2 separate regions of the Mus musculus genome follow, and region 1 is linked to region 2. A link is a contact called in public HiChIP or PLAC-seq data. All regions are on one chromosome and are shown on one strand. Each heading gives the region's core, a stretch centred on a gene start, on an enhancer-like site or on the middle of the called end of the contact. The rest is flanking DNA. Distances are from core to core; before and after follow the strand shown.

Region 1 (6,563 bases), core at 2,346-4,845, 170 kb after region 2:
TTTAATAGTTCAAATGTCATGGCTCAAACAAATGTCTGCATTTTGTGCTTCGCCTTCTCTTCAAGAAGTCCTTATCCCAAGCCCTCAGGTAAGGGAGGGCATGAAGCATCAGGATAAGCGGAGATGTGGGTGGTCCGGGGAAGTCCCTACTTCTGCCCTCAGGCTTTGCTCCAAGCTTCATGTTTTATAAAGTTGTTATTTATCACTGTCTTAGCTGGAGTTTTACTGCTGTGAACAGACACCATGATCAAGGCAATTCTTATAAGGACAACATTTAATTGGGGCTGGCTTACAGGTTCAGAGGTTCAGTCCATTATCATCAAGGCTGGAGCATGGCAGAGACCTGGCATGCATGGTGTTGGAGGAGGTGAGAGTTCTACATCTTGTTACAAAGGCAAACAGAAGACTGAGCTCTAGGCAGCTAGGATGAGGGTCCTAATTAAAGCCCACACTGATGATGACACACTTCCTCCAACAAAGCCACACCTAGTCCAACAAGGTCACACCTCCTAATAGTGCCATTCCCTGGGCCAACTATATTCAAACCTGGCTCCCATGGGCATGTTCAAACACATGAATCTATAGGGGTTATACCTAGCCATAGAAAAAATGCACTGGGCAGTGGTGGCATACGGCTTTGATCCCAGGCCTTGGGAGGCAGAGGCAGGCAGATTTCTGAGTTCGAGGCCAGACTGGTCCACAGACTGAGTTCCAGGGCAACCAGGGCTATACAGAGAAACCCTGTCTCAAAAAAAAAAAAAAGAAAGAAAGAAAGAAAAAATGCAAAATACAGTTATCCACCTTCCAAAGTTCCATAGTCTATAACAGTCTCAACAATGTTGAAAGTTCAAAATTCAGTCTCCAAGATTCTACAATCACTTAACTGTAATCTCCAAAGCAAGACAGAAAACCAGCTGGGCAAACTCCATTCTCTGCATGTCCATATCTGTTGTCAAAGCAGTCTTCAGATTTCCAACTCCTTTTTCATCTTTCTTGATTGCAACAAAGTTCTTTCTCCTGGGTTGGTTCCACTCCCTGTTAGCAGCTTTCCTTAGTAGATATCCCATGGCTCTGGCATCTCGATCATCTTGAGGTCTCCAAGACAACTTCAGTGTTACAGCTTCTTGTTCCAGTGTTTGGGATCCACACATGGTCCTTTGGGCTCCTTCAAAGGAAGGAGCTTTGCCCTCTGTAGCACTCTAGGCTCTGGCTGACTCTATTCCACTGCTGCTGCTGTTCTTGGTGCTCATTCCATGGTACTGGCATCTTCATTACACTGGAGTCTTCTGCTACAATTAGGCTTCATCAATAGCTTCTCATAGGTTCTCTTCATGGTGCCAAGCCTCAAGTTCTTTGCATGACTCCTTCAGTCCTAGGCTGCCAAATGCAACTGAGGCTGTACCTTCTAATGGCCTTCTATGGCCTCTCATAGTGCCAAGCCTCAGCTGTTCTTCATATCACCTTCATGCCTTCAAAGCCAGTACCACCTGAATGACTCTTACACATTACCAAGTATAGCTGCAGCACGAGGTACAACCGTGGCTGCCTCTGGAACACAGCTTCTTTGTGCTTTCAGAAAACACTTCCCAGAAGATTTCACCTCAGTGATGCTGATCTCTTCTTCATCACCACTAATTTCTTAGCTTCAGCTAACCAGCACCAATTGTCCCAGTAGTCTCATTCTCCTCTTGAATATAAAACCAGAGCCAAATGACCAAAGCTGCTGAGTTCTGCTGCTTACTGGGGCTAGAACATCACCCCTTTGTTATATTTCATTAGCACCAACTTTCTGTTTTTCAATCCCTTTACTACCTAAGCTTGCCTGGCCTTAGAACTTGCTCTGTAGACTGACTGTGAACTCAGAGATGTGTATACCAGCCTCCTACGCACTGGGATTAAAGGTGTGGTCCACTGCGCCTGGGTTTAAATTTTTCTGTACTTGGAACTTGCTCTGGACCAGCCAGGCCTTGAACTCAGAAACTTTCTTGCTGTTACCTCCTGGGATTAAAGACTTAGAGTACCAAGCCTGGGCCTGAATTTAGCTGGATGGAATCTTGCCCCAAGGTCACTACTCCCTTCATTCGATTTAATATCCTTGAACTCAGGATTCAGCTCCATTTCACTTCCTGGTGCCCCCTTGATACTCAAACCATATATTTTATATTTTTCCTTTCTAAACTTTGCTACACTTGTTGAAAATACTCTTCATGAGACTTAACCAGGGAACAAAGTCTGCTGAGACTTCTTTTGTCAATGCAATTAATACAAATCTCTTCACCTTAGTCTCATGTAGACTCTTCAGACAAGGGCCAAAAGCAGCCACATTCTTCACCAAAATATTACAAAAACAATCTCTATGCCACATATTGAAATTCTTCTCCACTGAAACTTCTTGGACCAGGTCTGCACAGTTCAAATCACTCACAGCAACAGGCTTCCATATTCTTACTAGGATGGCTCATTTAGCCCAACTTAATGAATTCCACTGCGGTCCAAATCCACATTCTTCCAAACAAAAACCTGGCCAGGCATATCACGGCAACATCTCAGTCCCTGGTATCAACTTTGTCTTATTTAGGATTTTACTGCTGTGAACAGACACCAAGGCAACTCTTATAAGGACAACATTTAATTGGGGCTGGCTTACCAGTTCAGAGGTTCAGTCCATTATCATCAAGGCTAGAGCTTGGTAGAATCCAGGCAGGTATGGTGGAGGAGCTGGAAGTTCTACATCTTGTTACAAAATCAAACAGGACAAGACTGAGTTCTAGGCAGCTAGGATGGGGGTCTTAAAGCCCACACCCATGATAACACACTTCCTCCAACAAGGCCACACTTCCTAATAGTGCCACTGTGTGGGTCAGCCATATTTAAACTACCACAATCACTTTATTTTTTGTGTGTATGTGTGGGTAGTGTTTGTGTGTATATTTACAGTTGACTTTGTGTGCACAGATATGTATACACATGCGTATGGAGGCCAAGTTTGACATCTGTTATCTTCTTTGGTTGATCACTACTTTACTCTCCTTGAGCCTGGAGTTCCCCAATTAGCTAGACTGGCTGGCCAACAGACTCTGGGGATCCCCTTGTCTCCCCTCTTCCCAGAGCTAGGATTGCAGATGTGTACCATGACTTTTATGTGGGTTCTAGAGATTGAACTCAGGACTTTGCCCTTGTGTGACAGAGACTTTACTGATGGAGCCATGTCTGCAGCCCCTCCAGTCCCTTTCATCTCCTTAGCCATCGCTGTTCTGATGACATGGCTGATGACATCGGAGTTTACAGCCGGGCTCTTGTCAGCGTTTAATTATGTGCACTTTATTCGGCTTTATTCTCAGCCCTTTGGCTGCTTCCTGCTAACTGTGAGAAAGTTCACAAGGGGCAGCACCGGGGCTAATGGCCAAGAACTTGTGACACCTCCCAGTCTGATTTTTTCCCTGAGAGCCTCTAGGCTCCTCTCAAAATGTCAGGGACACAGTGAGCACATGAGCAAAGCATCCTTTGGGATTTGGCGAAACTGAATCACCTAGTGGTTCCTTCTTCCAACCCTCTAGAGCTACAGCTCCCTCCACCCCACCCTGCTTGAAAAGCCCTGATCCCTGTTGTTAGGAAAGAGCGTAATGAAATTTAAATTTAGCATGTGAGGCTGCGGATCACCCTATCTCTGTTTCTGAGAAACAACTGTTTACTATTCTAACACTCCAGAAACCTGGCAACAGCTCACGGCTGGCAAGGCTAAGCTCCTGAGCTTAGGAGCAGCTGTGCTTGCAAGCGACCCCTGCCCAGTGGGCCCTCCCCACCACCCCAGCGGCATGGCTGAGTTAGGAGGGTCCAGACCTAGAACTTTGCAGAGCTGTGGAAAGCAGACAGACCCTATTTTTGATGATCCTGTGGATTATTGAGAAAGGAAATTCCAAACAGTCCATGGGGCTCTGAAGAAGCATTCTGTTGCCCTGCCTTCTCTCCTTGTCTCTCTGATTCTATTTTTGTATTTCCCTCTGAGGGGAGGTTTATGAGGCTGAAACCGAAAAGCCATGAAATGGAAGTGGTAGTCCTTGAGAGATGTTCCTGGGGGGAAAGTGGGAGTTGCCATTCCAGCTTCCGCCACTCAGCGGGTGAGAACTCCAAGCACCAGACCTCCTAATGCTTGGAAATTGAGTATCTAAATACTATTGTCATTTGTTGCAGGGACAGCCACATATGCCAAGTTTGCCGCTGAGCGCAAGAAACTGCCTTGTTTGCATTTTCTGTTGGCCACATCAGCCCCAAGCAAAGCCCTCTGCTTACATCCTCCTCTCTAGTCACACGCACAGCACGTGATGCTTGGTGCTGGAGCACGGTCACTGGACAGTAGGGGCAAACAGTAATGTTATCTCCACAAGTGACATTCTGGACACTCCATGCCTCGTGATCCCCGAGGCTAAAATGAGACTGCAGCAGTGGGAGGGAATGGAAAGTGGTGACGTGAGCCACCTGAGTGACATTGTAACCTCAGATGATGCCGGTGGCCCGGGCTATATAAGCTGAAGAGAATGGCCTGAATGCATATGCTGATGTCATGTGCTGAGGATGCTGGGAAATCGTGTGAGATTCTCTGCTTGGGGTGTCCTTTCTAGCAAGCCTCATCATGGGGAAAGTGAAGTAATGCTTGCATCAACAACATTTGATGTAGCAAATATGCTTTTGGGGGGGGGGGAGAATGCTTATGCATTTAAAGGGTGAATTTGTTCTGGCAAACTTGTCCAACACAGCACAGCTACCTATGCTTGTCGTGAACATTTGCACACAGCCAACGAGCCAACGTATGTCCATTGTCATAGTTCACTACTAACATAGACCTGAAATCTTTCCAAAGAAGGCTCATATGAGAGTGACTACGTGAGTGAGAGGGTACACATCAAGAGTCACCTCATGCAGTCAAACACATGAGTATTTGCAGGCTTGTCTTGCGGAAGAGGGGAAAACATAAAGGGATTCCTACATGAACTGTTTTTATGGAAGACACACAATAGCATTCTACTAGCACCATTTCCTCCTAGAATTCTGCGAACCAAGGTAGGGGTCTAGCACCTTCTCTTTAATAGGCAGACATTAGTTGTTAATATAACAAACAACTAGGGGATGCGGAGATGGCTCAGTGGTTAAGAGAACTAGCTTCTTGTACAACCACTCTGGAAATCAGTCTGGCGGTTCCTCAGAAAATTGGACATAGTACTACCGGAGGATCCAGCAATACCTCTCCTGGGCATATATCCAGATGTTCCAACTGGTAATAAGAACACGTGCTCCACTATGTTCATAGCAGCCTTATTTATAATAGCCAGAAGCCGGAAAGAACCCAGATGTCCCTCAACAGAGGAATGGATACAGAAAATGTGGTACATTTACACAATGGAGTACTACTCAGCTATCAAAAACAATTAATTTATGAAATTTCTAGGCAAATGGATGGATCTGGAGGGTATCATCCTGAGTGAGGTAACTCAATCACAAAAGAACTCACTTGATATGCACTCACTGATAAGTGGATAATATCCCAGAAACTTAGAATACCCAAGATACAATTTGCAAAACATATGAAACTCAAGAAGATCGAAGACCAAAATGTGGACACTTTGCCCCTTCTTGGAACTGGGAACAAAACACCCATAGAAGGAGTTACAGAGACAAAGTATGGAGCTGAGACGAAAAGATGGACCATCCAGAGACTGCCCCACCTGGGGGTCCATCCCATAATCTGCCACCAAATGCAGACACTATTGCATATGCCAGCAAGATTTTGTTGAAGGGACCCTTGTATAGCTGTCTTTTGTGAGGCTATGCCAGTGCCTGGCAAATACAGAAGTGGATGCTCACAGTCATCTATTGGATGGAACACAGGGCCCCCAATGGAGGAGCTAGAGAAAGTACCCAAGGAGCTGAAGGGGTCTGCAATCCTATAGGTGGAACAATAATATGAACTAACCAGTACCCCCAGAGCTCATGTCTCTAACTGCATATGTAGCAGAAGATGGCCTAGTCGGCCATCACTGGAAAGAGAGGCCCTTGGTCTTGCAAACTTTATATGCCCCAGTACAGGGGAACGCCAGGGCCAAGAATTGGGAGTGGGTGGGTAGGGGAGCAGGGCAGGGGGAGGGTATAGGAGACTTTCAGGATAGCATTTGAAATGTAAATGAAGTAAATACCTAATTAAAAAATGGAAAAAAAAAACAGAGAAAGAGAGAGAGAGAGAGAGAGAGAGAGAGAGAGAGAGAGAACACGCTTCTCTTCCAGAGGGCCGAGGTTCGATTCCTAGCACCCAAATGGTGGCTCATAACTCTAGTTCCAGGAGATCCTATACCCTTATCTGTTCTATGTAGGGGTCATGCACCCATATGGTACATAGAAATACATGCAGGCAAAATACCCAAATGCATAAAATAAAATTGTGTGTGTATGCATGTGTGTGTGTATGTGTGTAAAACAAAGAACTGTGAAATACACTAAAAAATTAATATATTCTGTAAGTTTGTTTATAATTTTTGTATAACTAAAGGAATAATTTAAAAACATCACTGATT
Region 2 (5,931 bases), core at 293-2,792:
ACCTGCATCCAAAGCTGCCCACTTTCCTTCTCTGAAATATCCTTTTTTCCTGGTTCCTATCCCTATACCCAGGCTCACCAACCCCATGGAATCTTCAATAACATTTCAAGTCCCACCACTTCCAGGAAGCCCACTCTAATCTCCTGTTGGAGTTCTAGCCCCTCTTCTTATGTGAGTGGGATCCCAGGCAGAGCCCTTAGCAAGAGTCGAGCATCAGCCCAGAACAAACCTAGGACTGTCAGCTCCACTGTAGTCAATCAGGTACTAAACCTCAAGATAGCTCCTTTTTTTTCTTTTTTTTTGCCTCTCTGCCATGCAGAGACCAGTGTGTAACTGATGTCAGTAAGTACATTTATTTGAAGAAAATGTTAATAAAAGGGCACATTTACCTGACATGATAAGGGCAAGCAAACACTGAAATGCTCGTGTGAAAGCTGAGTGGTGAGTCACGTGGAAGCAGCTGTATCCTGTACAAACTAAACACTTAGTGCCTTCCCTCAAACCACTCCGAATCACAACACATCGTGAACACCAGGCAGGCAGGACTTACTAACCTACTGCTTTGTCATTAAATATCTTGGGAAATCCTCGGTTCGGGTACTTGCCCCGGAGCTGCCAGACGTCAAAGAAAGGCTTCCAGTCAATGTAGTCCACCAGCTTTTGCAGGTTGTAGTCCTCAAAGACCTGGGTCCCAATAAACGTGGGCTTCACTAGAGGAGAGGCACAGCTGTCAGCGTTGGCACAGCAGCTGGGAGAGCACTCACACCAACACACACTGAGGTGTCCTCTGCTGCTCCTCACTCCACAGCGCACTCCCACACCTGCTTCCCTCCTGTCACCCGTAGGAGTTGTCTTACCAAGAACAGAACTTTCAATTACTGTGGAAAAGGAATTTTCCCATGCAGCTGACTGACTGCTGGAAACTTCCCTCCACCCTTCTAGCCCCACCATAGCCAAGAAAAAAGGAAGCCTTGAGTTCATCCCTGAGTATACAGACGGTCAGAGTGTTAAAGACCACTGCAGAAGCAGAAGGGCTTGTGTAATACACTACTCGTATCAGGTTTACAAACATGAACCAAGAGCCTTGCCTGCACAGTCATTCTCTCTCTCTTTCTCTCTCTCTCTCTCTCTCTCTCTCTCTCTCTCTCTCTCTCTCTCTCACACACACACACACACACACACACACATACACACACACACACAGAGTAGGGACATATACTGAAATGAGTTCCCTACTCTGCAGGGGAGGGACAAATACAGGACCTCCACTATGAATAAATACCCGATTTTAAAAAAAAAAAGGAGTCATAAATCATTTCTTAGATTGTATAATGGAAATAGAGGGGTGTTCAGAAATTGTCCTTTATATCCAAGCCTGAAACATACCATAACATACATGATTCTGGGGCCTCTATAGGCAGACTGTGCTCCAGCCATTTCAGGACACCAAGGACAAAATGCCACATGGATACTGGGCCAGAGGCCAAGGTACCAGTGCTACTGCCAACTCTGAATGGCCATGTCTCCCTGTGACTAGGGATCTGAGGACTGGCTGTTCCACTGTTAGCAGCTGCTCTGAAGAACACCGGCCTCTCAGGAAGCAAGGGGAGAGCGGAGGAGCTCTTAACTAGAATCTCTGCCTTCCTGCACCGCAGTGACTCCTCCCATCTGTTCTGCCATCTTCCCATGATTCACAACTGCCCCTCTTTTCAACCACCATTGAACAGCTTTGTTAACAAAGTCTGGATAGTCTTCTTAGGAGAGAAACTGAAGAGAGACCACTGACACTCCAGACTTAAAGAGGCCTCTTGTTACAGTGGCCTGCAGCTGTGGAGCTGCTGAGGGCAGGGCTACTCTTGATCAAGCTTCATGCCCAGAATCCTGGGGTTGTTGCTTCAGGCTCTTCTTCCCAAGGTCTAGAGAGAGAAAGCTGTCCTTTTTAGGGTTTGATGTCCTATAGCTCCCTGAAGATAACTGGAATAGCCTCAAAACATGGGAAGGCCATACCTTGAGACCCGCATCCTTCAGGCAGTAAGGTAGATAGAGCCGAGTGATGCATCATATGGGGGTTAAAAAAGGCAACCCAAGAAGTATCTCCACCACTACCAGGAGCCACAGCCCTTTTAGGATCGACAACTTGCCCTGACGCCTCTAGACCAACGTTTAGAGTAAAGATAAACAGTAAATAAAGACCCACAGCATGGACTCTGCTCTAGTGATTTCTAGGTCTTCAAAGGTTTTCACATTAGTATCTAATTTTACCCTTTGAACATTTCCTTAAAGTAATCCCCCTTTACACAACGGAGCTTGTAAAAATGCAGAAGACAGACACTCAAGGTCACAACAGTGAATCAGAGCCAGGAGCCAAGTAGGGACAAGCACTCGGGCCTCCAGCTCCCAGTCTGGCACTCTTTCCACTAAACCACCCTGAACCCAGCAGGAGTGAAATCAGAACTGAGCACACCTACATTTGCAATTTCATCTCAACTCTGCAGAGCATGTGTAGAGCACAGATGTCATGAGCACTGAAAGCGGATTTCAGACATTACCTTGAAAATACGGATTCTGCTAACAGAACCCCCTTTCACCCTGTCTTGGTTTTGCATTTGTATCTCATGTCTCTCTGAGCCTGTCAAAACATCTTACGCATATTATTCCCTTGTGAACACCTATGTGAGGTAAGAAAAGTAGCTAGAAATAAAACAGGAAGAAACCACATAACAGAAATTAAAAGGGAAGCATCCAGAGACAGAACAAGAAAGTGAAAAGGGACCCAGCTTTGCTGCAGAGTCTCTCAAGACCTGTAAGTGCAAGGCCATTTTATATTTCAGACATTCCAAGCCAAGTCTTTGGCCTGCATGCAACTCAGGTCAGTTGAGAAGTCCCACTCAAGCACAGCACAGGCTACAGAAGATAAACCTGATACTAGAAACCTGACAGTCATTCCAGTTACTATCTGAAATTCCCTTCTCTTCAGTTAAAATGGACACAATAGCCATGCTTGGTACAGAGTCATCAAGGACTCAGTATACTATGATGAATCCATCTCACAACAGTGGTGGCACTCAGTAGGTCTTCCTATCTACTTTCTTTTCCATTGGTGGAGTGGCTCATATGACACACAACTGAGAAGTTCTCACTGCAGGCTCCTTTGTAGCCAAGCACTGCAACACGTCCTAGACACTGTCAGTTATCACACTTAGCTGTGAGTCCAGCAGCAGCCACAGACCTGGATGAGGTTCAGAGAGCCAATCAATGTGGAAACCGTGTTTTCTGGCTTGACTTAGGGGTACGTATTTTCTCTCCTGTTGAAGAAAATAGTCAGAATCACTTAGCTTTTCTATCTCTACAATGAAAACATGGCCACGGAAGCTGATGTAGAAGCTTTTGCAAACGAGACAAATAACCAAATAAACAAAACAGAACCCTTTTAAAAGAAAATCCCTACCCTTTCCCACCCACTGTGGCTTCACACTGCCACTAGAAGAGGAGACAGTAAAGAGTGACATGTGTTTACTAGCTCCACATTGTGGTTCTAAGTCTGACCCTGCAGACTCGACCAGCTCTTTCAGGACACAAGTCGGTCTTGGAGTTAGCTGCCCCACCATAATGACCCTGAGGATCAGACCAAGGCAGACCCAAAGAACTGTCAGCTGTAGGCAACTGCAAGGAGAGTGGGAAGAAGGCATCAGCAGCACCTGGGGCTGCTATTCATTCTCTCGTTTATATCCTAGCAACTCTCCTAATGTCCCACACAAAGATGGAAGGCAGAGCACCATGACTTCAATTATGGAGTTCCTGAAGCCTAGAAGGGACATTGTTCTGAATGGCAGAAAACCTTGGGCAAGTAAGGAGAGGAGAGGTTTGTGAGTGTCTGGTTAATGCTCTATTTTCCTCCATTTCCCCCTCAAGCACAAGTCTGAGGATACCATTTTGGGATGATCTAGCTCCCACCTCTGGGATGTCAGTAAGCTCTTTCCCATCGGCCTGGTGTCTGGCATGGAGCCTAACACCCACTCAAGACTCAGAATGTTTGGCTCAAGACAGAAAAATAAAATTCTCAAGTGTTTCAAGACATAGTCTTGGTGGGTAGCCCAGGCTGGCTTCAAAGTCATGATCCTCTTGCCCCTCTAAGTGCTGGGTATAAGTAAGTAGGTCCATACCCTCCTTAAAATGCATTAGAACAACCAAAAGCAAAACGACAACAACAAAAAACCCACTCAGGACTATAGATACCAGAGAACTCAGATCTGAGCTAGGAAATAGACCTCTTCAAAGGACTCCTCAAACAGTCAACAAAGCCTATGAAAAACCATGAGTCACTGTGATCTGAAATGAGCAAGACCTGCTTTTATCACTTACTTTGAGAGACTCATAGTGGTCCTGTCTAATATCTTCATACTCTTCCAGTATTTCTTCAAAGTAGTCATCTCTCAGATTTTCATCTAACAGCTGAGAACACTGAAAGGGAAGATGAAGCTCAACAACCACGAGGCAGCAAAGGAAGACAAAGAGCTCAGAGGCTAGGGAGGTGGGCGGCAGACAAGGATGCCGGCTCCATGACCTCACTTTAATCCCTAGGACCCACGGTACAAGAAGAGAACTAGTTTCTACAAGTTGTCTCTGAGCTCCATACACACTGTGACACTGCACTACCATGACCACCCTGAGATACACTCAACTCAGCATAATCGTGATTACTGTAAAAATTCCATATATACTCCATATAATTAATACACAGATCTGAAATTTTTCCTTTTAGAAGATAGCTCAGAAACTGTGGTCACTGTCATCCAGTCTGCATGATGCTCCTAGAGTCTCCCAGATTATCAGCTCCTTCAGTAGATTTCTTCTCCTTCAAAAGTCTCTGTTGTCAGATCATGGGCTTTTGTTGAAAACTACAAATGTGATTAAGGACAGAAGGGACTGCTTAGCTCTTGTCTATCTTACACTGAGTTTCTAGGTGAAGGAAGCAGGATGTCGCCCAGCTGTTGTAGCCTCTTATTCAGCAAACACATGAGAATGACAATCAGGATTTACCAGAGGACAAGGGAAAGACACCTAGGCAAGGATTTTGTTAAATTCATTAAGAAACTATTTATTACTCTGGATTTTGAATATCGTTCTAATTTCTGGTTAAGTCAGCTGGCCCTATCAATTTCTTATATCCAAAAGGTCATTTTACATTCCAGTTAATTCTAGCAATAGTCAAAGAGATCATGTCATATCTGTAGATTAAAGGCATCTGTCAGCCTGGTCAGATGTATAAGTACAAGGCCTCTCGGTGCATCCTTCAGCTGCTGCTCACTCCTGTCAGCGAGCCTGAGAAAGCACTCGATGTGCGAGCAGGGCAGACACTGCAGCGACGGCACACCACCAACTCTAGCCTGCTCTTTCACATTTCTTTAGTAAAACTGGCCAAAATAAAATGGATCTTGGGTGATATCTTAGCTCTTAATGCTTTGTTCTCTCTTTACAGCACATTTAAAATAAAGGAAGGCTCCCACACTCACCACCACCACACTCTTGGATGCATCTAGGACGTGGATCACAGGCGCGCTGTACCGTGGTGCAATTTTAACTGCTGTGTGGGTTCTGAAAGTCAGGGTCCAGAAGGAAAGGACATCCGTTAGCGCTGACAGCTCAGAACCATTCGAGACAACGTCGCTACAGTGTCTTACGGGAGACTTACAAGCACTGAACTTCACACTTCTCTTATAAACTAAGAACGACTTTTCCCATCCTGAGATGGAAAAACTGGGTGAGATGATATGAATTGATAGGCCCAGGTTCCAAGGGAGTCTGACAAAATGAGAAAGGTTTGTTCACAGTTATCTGCCAGGCCTGCTTGAGCAAAGGGAGGGACCAGTCCCTGGCAGTCACACCCTATGTCGTCAAGGTCACGGTTCTTCCTCCAAATGAGCTGGGAGA

The links. HiChIP or PLAC-seq counts read pairs in DNA pulled down with a chosen protein or histone mark.
Region 1: a contact with region 2 is called in an H3K27ac HiChIP or PLAC-seq map of heart atrium, with 6 read pairs. The contact joins two enhancer-like sites. A contact is called at or near these places in 2 of 484 Hi-C or Micro-C datasets (the STO cell line and embryonic stem cells), 1 of 115 datasets of contacts at active chromatin or transcription factors (heart atrium) and 2 of 9 other capture datasets (adipose tissue and liver).

The regions. Positions count from the first base shown.
Region 1 is chr13:12,365,731-12,372,293 of GRCm38.p6, forward strand. No RefSeq gene overlaps it. Among named protein-coding and RNA genes, the nearest start is that of Heatr1, 26 kb to the right of the region's middle. Within about 2 kb of position 3,596, at least 43 of the 459 cell types and tissues checked have an H3K27ac peak or open chromatin away from gene starts, as enhancers often do. A contact at or near this core is called in heart atrium, where this site is marked.
Region 2 is chr13:12,194,684-12,200,614 of GRCm38.p6, forward strand. It overlaps Mtr (5-methyltetrahydrofolate-homocysteine methyltransferase), which reads right to left. Exons shown (of 33, transcript NM_001081128.3): 25 at 5,514-5,595; 26 at 4,363-4,461; 27 at 3,230-3,305; 28 at 555-710. Among named protein-coding and RNA genes, the nearest start is that of Gm10336, 11 kb to the left of the region's middle. Within about 2 kb of position 1,543, at least 40 of the 459 cell types and tissues checked have an H3K27ac peak or open chromatin away from gene starts, as enhancers often do. A contact at or near this core is called in heart atrium, where this site is marked.